2 separate regions of the Mus musculus genome follow, and region 2 is linked to region 1. Evidence: chromatin contacts called from public promoter capture Hi-C data. All regions are on one chromosome and are shown on one strand. Each heading gives the region's core, a stretch centred on a gene start, on an enhancer-like site or on the middle of the called end of the contact. The rest is flanking DNA. Distances are from core to core; before and after follow the strand shown. Region 1 overlaps Rptor (regulatory associated protein of MTOR, complex 1). Region 2 overlaps Gm39485 (a long non-coding RNA gene).

The links. Promoter capture Hi-C pulls out the DNA fragments that hold promoters and counts their contacts.
Region 2: a contact with region 1 is called in a promoter capture Hi-C map of hippocampal neurons, with 2.1 times the contacts expected there. The contact joins two enhancer-like sites. A contact is called at or near these places in 1 of 39 promoter capture datasets (hippocampal neurons), 7 of 484 Hi-C or Micro-C datasets (the C2C12 cell line, the HL-1 cell line, bone marrow-derived macrophages and 3 more), 3 of 115 datasets of contacts at active chromatin or transcription factors (bone marrow-derived dendritic cells, embryonic stem cells and pancreatic cancer cells) and 1 of 9 other capture datasets (adipose tissue).

Annotation. Positions count from the first base shown.
Region 1 is chr11:119,754,625-119,761,120 of GRCm38.p6, forward strand. Rptor (regulatory associated protein of MTOR, complex 1) reads left to right here. Exons shown (of 34, transcript NM_028898.3): 6 at 1,615-1,790. Among named protein-coding and RNA genes, the nearest start is that of Rptoros, 76 kb to the right of the region's middle. Within about 2 kb of position 4,492, at least 23 of the 459 cell types and tissues checked have an H3K27ac peak or open chromatin away from gene starts, as enhancers often do. A contact at or near this core is called in hippocampal neurons, where this site is marked.
Region 2 is chr11:119,902,604-119,909,088 of GRCm38.p6, forward strand. Gm39485 (a long non-coding RNA gene) reads right to left here. Exons shown (of 3, transcript XR_003949830.1): 2 at 6,415-6,485; 3 at 4,093-5,939. Among named protein-coding and RNA genes, the nearest start is that of Chmp6, 8.0 kb to the right of the region's middle. Within about 2 kb of position 4,543, at least 11 of the 459 cell types and tissues checked have an H3K27ac peak or open chromatin away from gene starts, as enhancers often do. A contact at or near this core is called in hippocampal neurons, where this site is marked.

The DNA of each region.
Region 1 (6,496 bases), core at 3,242-5,741:
TCTCACCTGGTCCGACACGAGACCTGGAAACCAGTTTTCTTTGCACAACTGTCTCTGCCTATCTATCTTGGCTTACACAGCCAGAACACAGAACAGTATTTTACATGTGATCTTGACCTCCTTCTCTCTGCCAAGAGGAAACTTTGGTGATATTATTCAAGCCGCTGAACTCTGAAGTGTGCATTTGAAATAGTTCCCATGTGGCCAGGGTATAGCTTAGCCAGAGAGTGCTTGCCCAGCGTGTGTGTAATAGCCTGGGCTTGATTCCGACTAATGCAAAATATTAAGTATTTAACGTGGGATAGTTTATGTTTTATAGAATTTATCACTTATTTCTCTAAAAACTGATGTTTTTATTAAGTGAATTATATCATTTTATAGTTGTATATATGAGTGTCTGAAGTTTGACTTTGGGATTAACATTTCTGCAGAAGGGGTTATTGGTAAAATATGCCTTTAAAGCCCACCATTCGAGGACTTGAAGATGCCACAGCTGTCTTGTGGACAGTAAAATGTTAACATTGTATGTCCAGGAGTCAGCACAGCTGTGTGGGTTAGACATAAAAGATGCAGAGCAGGCAGCTTCAAACCTCAGTGTCACTGGTGCCTGGCTAGACACAAGGCTGCCTAGAGCAGTGCTTCTCTACCTATGGGTCCCGACCCCCCTAGGGGTCGAGTATTGGATATCCTGCATGTAAGGTGTTTATGTTACCATTCGTAAGAGTAGCAAAATTACACTTACGAAGTAGCAACAGAATTTTATGGTTATAACAACATGAGGAAGTGTATCAAAGGGTCGCAGCATTAGAAAGGTTTAAAACCACTGGTCTAGAAGAAATAGTGGGACAAAAAAAGTTCTAAAACCAGTCAGAGCAGGTGGGTAGCTGCATCATCTGTAGTCCATGGTTGCATTGAACCCAAAGCACTCCCCCCTCCTCAGCCTCTTGAGTGCTAAGCTCACAGTCATGGTCTTCAAAGCTTGTTTTCTAATTGCTGGAGATGTTTTAAAATGGAGGTAAAACTTACAAGAATAGTGGAGGAATGGTTTGAGAGTGGTCTTAGCCTAGGGCTTTTGCCCCACCAATTTTCACTAAGGAAAGTACCAAACATGTACCTTCTGTGCCTTAGAGAAGCCATGCTTAAATCAGTCAAAACCCCTTTATCTCCTTTATGAAATAAGAACACATTTTTTGTAGATTAGAGAAATCGGGTGTACATGTAAAACCATTACATAACGCACCTTACTGTGCACACACTCTGCATCCTTCCTTTTGTCTCTGTGATGGTAGCAGGCACACTCTTCATGAATTCTACTTGAATCTGCTATCTTTTTAGTACTGATGATATATGTATCCGCTCATCTTCCCATGCCTTTAAACCCCCCAAAATAATGTCATGATAGATTAGGGACTGAATGTTTAGCCTAAATAAGTTAACATGAAAGGGTGCGCAGGGCGCAGTGAGTACTGTTACCACCATGCGTGTTGGGGGCAACAGAAGAAAGCTTTGTCTGGGGCAGAACCAGTTTTGCTGGTGCCATGTTGTTGTTCTTGATGCCCAGTGTTCCCTCCGGGAGTGTCTGCTAAGCCGCTGTCCTTCTGTGTCCTCCTGTAGGTAGCTGCGATTAACCCAAACCATCCACTTGCCCAGATGCCCTTGCCTCCCTCAATGAAAAACTGCATCCAGTTGGCAGCGTGTGAGGCACACGAGCTGCTGCCCATGATCCCTGACCTCCCAGCCGACCTGTTCACATCCTGCCTCACCACTCCCATCAAGATTGCTCTGCGCTGGTAAGTGTCCTGTAGTCCAGGTCTCCATCCCAGGGACCCAAGGCATTATCCTGGTCACAACAGAGTGCCCTGTGTTTTGATGTCACAGGACCTAGGTGTTTGTCTGTGTGTATTCTGAGAGTGGATGGGGCTCTTTCCCTTGGATCTGGTCATATGCAGTTTATTGCTTGTGGCGTCCAAGGTCACATCTTTGTTCACTAAGGAGAAGTAGCCAGGGGTAGTGCTTAGACTCACCAGCAAGTACCTTTCATTGGGGAGGAGAAAGGCAAATATGAAAGAAGTCACTATAGTTCTTGCTAGAAGTGTACTCTCTGAGTTCCTTCCTAGCAGTGAGACTCCTTCAGCACTGCAGTTCTCTGAGTCCTGGGGAGCACTCCAAGGGAATGTATGTGGGTGCCAGACGCAGCCTGCCTTTGAGAGTGCCATGGCTGCTGGCATACTCAGTAGTGGTATGTGCTCAGCTAGCCTTTAGTACCCACTTGGCCTTTATGCTGACGAAGAGCCTGTGTGCAGCAGCAGCCTCACGACCATCTAGAGGATGTGGGTGAGAGCTATATAGCTGTGCTGACATACTGTACCCTTTGTGAGATGCCCACCAGGGTCATGTCAGCTTGCCAGTTTTCAGATCCTTTCCCAAACTCAGAGAGGTGTAGACCTCGGATTGTGAAGCAGTGAGACCTTTGGATTTATCATTGTCCATCTGAGTTTGGTGTCTGATCACTGGAAGGTTTAGGCGTGAGTACACACAGACTGCGGTGGGCCTAGCAGTCACTCCCATATACACTCGATCCACTTCCTGGAAGCAGTGCATGCTACTCCAGCTGGTCCTGAGTGAGGCTAAGCTGACCATTACGGGCAGGTATGAGAGAGAGACCTCATCTTCCTGCATAGTAGAGGGTGTGTGGCCTTTTAAAAGAGGCTCTTTATGCAAGATAGAGAAAATATGTATACTTGAAGGTAATTCATGACCAAGAACTGAATAGATTCATGGTACCAGAAGCTGCTGTGTTTCAGGGAACAGAGGTATTCCAAGTGTTCCTCGGAGCAGCTGGCAGTGGAAGTGGAGTGTTACATGGCAGGGATTGAGGGGAACAGAGAGTACCCAGACTGGCGTACACTGCCAGACCACCCAGAAGAATGAGCCGGTCCACTCCACCAGGCTGCAGAGCTTCAGGGGAGGGAGTCAAGGCCATTGGGTGGGCTTTGTTAGGCTGTAGAGTCACGGGATGACTTCATCACCCAGGACTGAGGGATAGCCCTGAGTGTGCATGTGTGCAATTCCTGGAGAATCGTATTTAAGAACACGATCCAGGTAATGACGAGCGAGTGTGGCCGTCAGTCCTCGGTAGGCATGATCATATCTGTAGTACAAGCAGAAAGCTATTGAGTGACTGTGTGTCAGAGCTGTCAGGGTACTGTGGACCCTACAGAGCTGGCTACATGACCACTTCCACCTCTGCCTTGGAACTCCCCAGCTTTTCAGAGTGCTTTCTGAAAAGAATGGGCCAGGGCACCAGCTCTGTTGTGACACTGCATATCCTGCTGCAGACTAGCTCCCTTATGCAGTTCTCTAGGCAGGTGATTAGATGTGTAAGGAGGGTGAGCAGAAATAGACACAAGCACCCACAGAGCCTGACACTGTGCCTGGACTCACCCATGCCTTCCTTCCTAACACACTGCCTTAGTGCCTCTGCCAGACCTCAGTGCGCCTGCCCTGCACTGCCCTGCACTGATCTCCAACTCCACACGCGCAGGGCTTATGCCTGTAGGTCTGGGCAGCTCTAAGGACTCCACACCCCGCTGCCAAGCAGAGGATGGGCTTGCTCTACCCAAAAAGCATGTCATTGCTTAGGTGCCTGAAATCCTTTTTGGACTGAGGACATAATTAAGTTTAAGTAAGCATTAAGCATTAGTAGGAAGTACAGTAAAAACCAAGTTGACACAACTTCCATAACATGGACTTTAGCACCATTGTGCCGCACGCAGTTGGGGAGAATGGTCCTCATTCACATCTAGTGCCCGAATGCTGTCAGCTCAGCTCTAGCGGGTAGATCTGTAATCTCAGGGAGGTACTGCAATGAGTCTGATAGAAAAGGGAATATATTTTTTCATTTGGTAATTACCCATGTTTTTAGAATTAGGGTTTTTTTTTTCATTGTAAAGTCAGTTTCGTACATTTTAATAAAAACTGAGTATATCTTTTCAGAGAATTAATGAAAAGTACAAAATGAGAGGGAGGGAGTAACCAACATTTTTATCTTCAAAGCACATGTCAGCTTTTCCCCCATCACCTCCCATCCCACTCTCCATGTGTTCACAAACTAGTCTGGGGCTTTAGGGCCTAGCATTGTGAAGATGGTGGTCGGTGAGTTCAGAGTTGCTCTCACAGTATCAGAAGGGTCAGTTCCTGAGTAATCCCAGCTCTGTTGTTTCAGGGACCAGATGTGACAGGTGGGTGTGGCTGGGCTTCACAAATGTTATTTACAAAAATAAGCACTGGCCAGGTGTGATCTTAAGCTGTAGTGTGCCAGTTACTGTTGCAGAAACATGAAACCAGGATTAGGCTGTGAAATGACAGTCACATTGAGGACTGTGAATGGCCTAGGAAAGAAAGCTCAGGACTTTCCCTCCCTCCTTTCCTTAATAATACTGAAAACTACTGTCTTCATTGTATACGGGAGGTTGCTTCAGAATGCCCGTGCTTGGCAATCGGTCCAGATGCAGCTGAGCTCTGTGAATACAGAGTCAGCCGTGTCTGCGGCCGTGTGTGGATGGCTCTTGTTTGATGAAGAAGCACTTGTCAGAAGACATTGTGCAGATTTTTTTTTTTCATTTTTGCCTCAGGAAATTTGCCTCTTTCTTATTTTCAAAACTGACTTCAGTAATTCTTAAGTTAACAGTTGTAATATTCTCTGTAAGTAATTGCCTTGCTTCCCATATATATCAGTATAGTGTAAGCATCCAAAATATATATCGTTTTCCTTTAGCTGTTTCTATTTCTTTGATTGAGTGGCATAATACCATTTTAAATTTATTATGGGCATATGTGTGTGCTGCTGGAAGCTCTGACTCAGAGGTATTCAGTTTGCTTTGAGACCAGCTGTAAAGGAGATTGATGTCTGTCGCACCAGGCAGCATACAGTTCTGCTGTCTATTAATGAAAATGACAGCATTATTTTGGGTTGGAGTGAGGTCAGGAACTCCTCCCTTTCAGTTAAGCCACTGAGTCTCTGGGAGATTAAGTGCTAACTGTGCAGTGTTGAAGATGTTTGCAGGAGCGGCAGCTCTGCTCCCTCCGCCCGGCCCCAGCAGGATGGCCCCAAGCGAACATCCTGTGTAAGGAAGGTGTGGGGCACTTTGCTATCGTGTCTCCTTTCTGCTACTGTGGTAACACTTGATGTTGTCTCTGGAAGGCTACTAGGCTCAGAGTCAGTAGGAGTTGCTTCTGTAAATGCAAGGTTTTATCATTTATAGTATTGAGCCAGAGTCTTTGAAGCTCAGCAGCTTTGCTAGAGGACAGACCTCCTGCCCCACTTCAGGGCTAAGATCTTGTTTAGGTTCTGTGATGTCTGATTAGGAACGACCACTACAGGCTCATCTGCAGTTGGTGGAACTGTTAGGGAAGGATTAGAAGGTGTGGCCTTGTTAGAGGAGAAGTATCACTGTGGGTGGGCTCTGGTTTCAGAAGCTCAGGCCGGTCCCAGTTAGCTCACTTGACCATGCAGTTGTGGATCAGGATATGAGCTCTCAGCTACTGCTCCAGCACCAAAGCCTGCCTGCTTTCACCATGCTCCCTACCAGGCTTATAGTCTCCATTGGCCACGGGTTCCCGGGTTCCTGAAAGGAAACATGGGGTTTTGGATGGGAAAGGCTGCGAGAGAAATAACAAGCCAAGACAAAGGTCTGATCAAGGCCAATGTTTGCTTATGAGTCTGAGCTTATAAAGAGGGGAACCCATCCCCCACTACGCCAGGATCTCCTTGCTTAGTCTGATAGTGTCAGGAAAACAGGTTCAGCCTCTTAGCAGGTAGTAGTGTCTTGGTGGAAAGCTGCAGATGTGGCAGGACAATAGACTCCACCGTAGGTGGGCTAGCCGGCTGTGGCAAGCCAGGTCTGAGCCAGTCTGCTCAAGGCTAGAGGAAGGGCACAATGCTGGTCATGGACTCCAGAAACTTGAACCCCAAATTAAAGAAGTTGCCTTTTATTATGGTCTTTTGGTCACGGCAATTGAGAATTAACTAAGATAGAGTGCATCTTTGTATGTGTGCATGCTTGTGTATGCATTCCTGTGTGTGCACTCATGTGTGCGTGTACCAGAAGCCCTGGTGAGATCCCCTTGGAGCTGGAGTGTCAGGAGGTTGTGAGCCTCCTGACATGGGTGCTGGGGTTGAACTTGGGTCCTCTGGGAAAACATGGTGTCCTCTCTATAGTGGAGCCTTCTCTCCTACCCACTTGTTTAGATTTTTTTGTTTGTTTGTTTATGAGGGTTTTTCTGTATAGCCCTGGCTGCCCTGAACTCCAGGACCAGGATGGCCTCCAACTCACGGAGATCAGCATGCTTCTCAGAGTGCTGAGAGTAATGGCATCAACCACCACTCTCCTGTTTTTGTTAAGATTCAGAGGGGAGGGAGGGAGAGAGAGAGAGAGAGAGAAATTCTTACATGCCAGAGGCTGAGACAGAAGAATTGCTGAGTTTGAGGCCAGCT
Region 2 (6,485 bases), core at 3,293-5,792, 150 kb after region 1:
ATCTTCAATCCCAGTGACCATGTCAGTCAACTAGTGACTGCCTGTAGCTCCACTTCCCTTCATGTGCATATACTGACACAAGTAGTCAAAAACGACTATTTTAAAAAGTTTTAAAAATAGAAAACCAACCCTCATGTTGCAGAACTGCCAAAGGTCCCAAAACAGCCAGAACAGAAAGGAGGGATTAGAAGATTCTAATTTCTTTCTTTTTTTTTTTTTTTAAAGACTTGCTTATTACATTTATATGAGTACACTGTAGCTGTTTTCTGACACACCAGAAGAGGGCATCAGATTCTATTACAGATGGTTGTGAGCCACCATGTGGTTGCTGGGATTGAACTCATGACCTCTGGAAGAGCAGTCAGTGCTCTTAACCACTGAGCCATCTCTCCAGCCCCAGAAGATTCTAATTTCTTAATTCAGAACTTAACCGCATTTGGTTAGAGTAGCCACTGGAATAAGGGTCAGAGTTACAGGTCAGTGGACTAGAATAGGAAATGCACAGTAAGAGGCCGCTTACAGATTTGTAACAAGACTACTCAGTGGGTGAAGAAGACTCTCCAAGCTGATGTGGTGGCTCATGGCCACAGAGTAGAGAATGAGGTCTGCTATTATCTGCAGGCCAGCATGGCCTATAATATGAAACGCTGTCTAAACAACGGTGTAAAAAAGTGAAAAGAACCCACACAGTATATAAATGCCTCTAATTCCAGGCTTCAGGTAGCCAATGCAGGACGACTGTGGACACAAGACTAGCTTGGTCTGTATATCTGAAGGTCAGCCTGGGGCACCATAAAGACCTAATAAACCAAGATCTTTAAAAGAGATCAGTCAAGGACTTGATTAGACATCTCTCCAAAGAAAACAGCAAATGAGTAGGCAGCACATGGAAGACATCACTAGATAATACAACCAAGTTTCTGGGAGGTACCATCTCATACCTGCCAACTCGGCTTTAATCTGAAGGTGGAAAGTAGCACGTGTCCACCAGGACATGAAGGGATTGTAGCACTTGTGCACTATGTAGGGGGCTTGAGAAGGAGTGGGCGATACTGAAAGTGGCTTGGTATCTCTTCAAGAAGATCAGCACGGGGGGCTAGAGAGATGGCTCAGTGGTTAAGAGCACCGACTGTTCTTCCAGAGGTCCTGAGTTCAGTTCCCAGCAACCACATGGTGGCTCACAACCATCCATAATGAGATTTGATACCTTCTTCTGGTGCATCTGAAGACAGCTACAGTGTACTTAGATATAATAATAAATAAATCTTAAAAAAAAAAGATTAGCACGGAGTTATGGTACAACCCTGCAATTTCAGGGCTAAATATAAGTCCCAGAGAAACAAAAGCATGTGACCACATGGAAACCTTGGAGGATGTTTATAGGATGTTGTTCATAAGGCAGAAACTACCTACATGACCATGTGTGAATGAATGAATAAACAAAACTTGGGGTGAGAGGAACAATGTGGTTAGCCCCCTTCACTACCTCTTTCCACCACATAAGGACAAAGTGTGCAAGGCATTGTCTTAAGAGGCAGAGCCTAGGCTGGCATCGAGCACTGGACCTGCTAAAGCCTGGACCTTGGACTTCCTAATATCCAGAATTGTCAGAAACATGCTTATTCTTTATTTTTTATTAATGTTATTTGTTTAGAGCGTATGCATGCCTGCACATGTGTGGGCATGCACATGCCATGGAGGCCAGAGGACCTTGTGGGATCCAGGGTTTGAACTCAGGTCATGAGGCTTGGCAGCAAATGTCCTTAAACACCGGAGCCACGTCACCCCACTGGCCCTCTACTCTTTATCAGTCTCAGAGGAGCTGGATTGAGCTTGGTTGAGTCTTTGCTTTGGCTTTAGTTTTGGTATTTGAGACAGGGTAGCCCTGTCTAACCTCAAACTCTTAATCCTCTTGCCTTATCTTTTTGAGTTCTGGGTTTACAGGTGTGACTCTATATCATACATTGTCCTTATGAGATGCAGTTAGTATGAGCTGGACTACAGACCCTGTGTTATCAGCCAAGATTTTCTCCTAAACAGCATCTGGTTTACCAAAGGCTGTGTGACCCCCTCATAGCTACCAAAGCCCTCGTCAGGTCTGACCTCCTCCTCTGTCCACCCCTAAGCCTGTCACCTGTCTTACTGGTCCATGATAGCCTGTCCCCTGCCCCACTCCACACTGTCCTGCTCTGTCGTATCTGATGATCAGGCTTCTAGGGTCAGATGTCACCCCCTTCCCTAACAACTATCCCCAGAATCCCCCTACCTTACTGCTCATCACCTTGCCCGTGCCCCCCATCACCACCCCACAAGCCAGAGCAGGACCATGGATGGTAGGTACTAAATGAACCAGTGAGTGAGCTACCAGTGGATAATGCCTGAGTGGGGAGAGAATGAGCTAATAAACAAGCCAGCCATCTGCTGAGCATAAGAGTGAGGGGCGAATGAATAAACTGCCCATATCTAGGCACATCTGTGACAGGAGCCTCAGCATGGAGGTTACACAGCAGTTCATCAGCTGCCTGTCCTACAGCACCACTGTGTGGTTGCAGTAGGGATTGCCACTACCCACATTAACATAACATCCCAGAAGAAAGGGGCTCCTGTTCTCAATCCTTCAAAGATGTGAGAGGGAGGGAGAGAGAGGGAGACAAGTACTTTCTTCTGCCCCGCCCCACCCCTGAGCTCCCTCAGAGCAGCCTTCCTCCCCTCAGAATTTCCTCTAGAAGGTCTAGCAACATACGTGCAAGGTATCCCTCGTTGCTGGCGATCCAGGCCTGCTTGAAAGCAAGCAGGTGTCTGCAGCCCTGACTGGTCAGCACCAACCCCTGAGCTCAGGCCCTATCTCTGGGATTTGCTGTCTTCTTACTGACTCCACAGTATTCCTTCTTGGGCTTGTCTCATATTTTCTGCTACCTGTGTCTGAGCTCTGAGGGCCCCAGGACCACTGGATCCATTGCACAGCCCTCCTGCACCTCCCCCTATAACTCACCTACAGCCTGCCTACATTCTGCCAGTAGCTCACCACATAGTATGTGTGTAACGCACAGCCGCGGCTCCCACTTTATGCTCCCTGGCATCAGCTTACACATGTGAGAGTCACACACCCAGATGACATACTTGTTTAAGACAAGAGCCCAATCTCTCCCAGCTTCACCAGCGTAGCCATAAGCTTCTGGCCTTTGGACCCTGAAATTGGCTTGGGTAGACCTCCCATGACAAGGCTGTCATTCCTGACTTGGGTAGATTGTTGGCCTCAGCTGGGCCATCCAGAGCCCTGTTCTGGTTGTGCCAACGAGGCCTGCAAAGGTGAGCTGCCTTTCGTCTCTTTCCTGCTTTCCAACCCTAGATGGAAGCTGGCCCAGAGAAGCTGGCACAGTCACAAGAGTGACATGAAGGAGGAAAGTGACTCCTGTGTCTGCCAGTTCTTGCTCCCTGGTAAAGGTTGGGAACATCTCAGTGCCAGCAACACACAGGGATCACACTTACACTCCAGCTATCCCAACACCACCTCCCTGATCGATCACTCACTCTCTTGTATCCCCCACTGCAGACTGCCTGTGAGTGGCTCGGCACTGTGTCAGCCCCGCTGCTACCTGGTGTTGCAAAGCTGAAAGCCACGGAAGAGATCCAAGTTAGATTCCCTATAAGAAACTTTCTGGAAATGGGAAAGGAATAGTTCTTGTCACTGTTTTAGGCTGGCCTTCTTTCACTCAGTAGAAGGCTGGCTCAAGGGGAGACAGTGCACAGGCCTTCTCACACCCCACCTGCGGACCCATAGGCAGTCTTCATCCTTTTGCACATCCACCTATTACCCACCTGCAACCTGCCTTGTGGGCAGCTTGCACCTCACCCCTCAGTGCACATTGATTGACAGCTGTGCCCCTTCTTGATAACTAGGTCAGCAGGCCTGCATCTATGGCCTCTGTGTGTTCTCAGGGCTGCTGCAGAAGATGCTGTGCAGAGACCCAGGGATGGGACTCCCCAGCCTCCGTTCCTCCAACCCTTCGGTGATTTTGAGACATGTGGTTCTCAGCACTAAATATCCTTTAGGTGAAATATCCAAGCCAGTAAGGATGCCTCGGTTGGCTCAGTCTAGTTCCAGAAACAGCCTCACACAGAACCCAGCACTGGTTACCCAACGCACCAAAGGCTCTGTGCAGTGTGGATTGAGTTGTTTCCCCCAGAACTCACGCTGATGACCGGAGAGGTGGTTTACACCTGGCTCCTCTAACAGAGAGAGGTGTACCCAGTGGTGGCTCATGACCATCTTTAACTCCAGTTCCAGAAACCAATACCCTATCCTGGTTTTGTGGACACCAGGCACGTGTGTGTGTCACCCCCAACAAAAAGCCTCATGTTGCTGTTTTGGCCTCAGAATGTGTCCTTCTTTGGAACAGGGCCGTTGTAGGTACAGTTGGGTTGAGGCAAGCCTTAATCCAAAGTGATGATTCTTTATAAAGAGGATTTGGACACAGACAGTGGGAGATGCAGTGTGAAGGTGGAAGCAGAGATCGGGTGATGTTCTGCCAGCCAAGCAGCCGAGGGAGGATCACAACATGTCGCCTTCAGAAGCCAGGGAAAGCCTGGTGTGGCCTCCCACAGAGCTTGTAGAGAAATCTGCCCTCTTTATTCCTCTGACTCTTTCAACGATTTTGGTGCTTCTGACCCCAGGGCTCTGTGACAGGACAGATGCTTCCAACCCTGCCTGGTTAAACCCTGGTCACTGCCCGGAATAGTCTTTCTGGAAAGCAGAGTCAGGCAACCAAGGAACAGGCTCAGAGCTGCACCAGGGGAGAGCTTGGGGCTGTGGGGTAGGATGCTGGTGTCTGCCAGCACCAGGAAGATTGCATTTTTAGAATGGCATACAAGGGATTTTAAATTCTCAGTTCAAGGCAGAGTGAGAAAACCAGGAAACACATGGGGCTGCTAGAAGAGGTAACCAAGTTTCCTGTGGCCGGGCTGCTGTGCCTGCAGATCACAAGCAAGCTGTACCCTGCAGGGTGCAGGATTACAGGGCAAACTGAATTCTCAGCCTCTGCAGGTCATCTGTGCAGGAGCTGGAGCAGAAAACCAACGGGAAAGCATCAGGGCAAAGAGACTGAGGGGCTGAGCCTGGCCCCATCACTCCTGAACCCCCAAACCCCTCGGCACAGACACCGTGCTTGCAGGCCATACCTGTGACGGCATCACCCTCAGACCTGACAGAAATGAGAACCAGCTAAGTCCTGTCACAAACATCAGACACACACTCGAGGTTTTGCTTTCTGGCTGGATATCAAGGAGATGGACTCAGGCCACAGAAGCATAGCCCTGGCTCTCTGCATTTGTGCAGCTGGCACACACCCCGAGCCCTGAGCTCCAGCACTGGCTTGCCTATATGTGAAAAGTCCGGGCAGTTTGCTTGTCGAGGTCTGTGCTACAGTGTTTCCACTGAGATGTGTTAGTTCCTTAGCATAACACAAAGGAAAAAACAAACAGGTTGGAAGGGGAGTTCTCTGGAAGAGAGGTGCACTAAAGTCAAGCCCCAGGAGGAAGCCGCTCCGTACCTTGCTTCTCTCCCCAGGGAGCAACTATATTTGTGCCTTTTGCATCTTTAAAACAAAACCTATCAGGACCAACGTAAAGCAGGAGAGGCTGGCGTAGGCTAACTGTTTCGGGAGGCTCTGGCCACAGCAGCAGGAGTGGGAGGCAGAGGGATGGACCATAGAGATATCAGAACCATTAACCCCCAAAGGTCGGTCACTAGTGACCTACTTTTTGCCACCAAGAAGGGAATGCGTGTTCAAACAGTTGAGCCTCCTGGGGCCATGCGTATGACATCATGGCAGCTCACCTTTCCCAAAGGACGCCAGAAGCTTGTCTGTGAGGAACCTTGTAGACCAGAGACGAAGGTGGGAGATGTTGTCATCCAAGTGGGTTCCTGATTCCTCAGGGACCTGGGGTAGGCAGGGTGGGTTCAGTTGCAGGAAAGATGTTAAGCTTTGAGCAGCAGGCAGGACAAACGGGACTGGGCGGGCTCTGCTCACTGTGAATGATTAAGTGCAGAGGGTGATCTTTTTTTTTTTTTAAAAGCCAGCTGGGGCCAACGGGCCAGACACAAAGTATCTCAAGGGCAGGCTTGGGAGATGACCCAGAGGTGAAGCACATGTCCTGCAAGCCTGACCACCTGAATCCAGATCCCCTAAACCCATGTAAAAGCCAGCACAGGAGGCATCGCTAATCCCAGCACCCCAAAGAGAGATGGGCGGAACCAACAGGAAGACTTCTAGAAGCCCAGGAGCAGCTAGCCTGGTGGGCGTAACAAGCAGAAGATGCTGCCTCAAACAAGGTGAAGGAAAGACGACCCAAGGTTGTCCTCTGACCTCTACATGTACATAGTGGCACTTGATGAAAACACACACACACACTCACCTCACAGTTGGGTTGTGTGGTACTTGTCAGGAGGCTCACTCCTGCCCTGCTGACCTCAGCTGTGGTGGCAC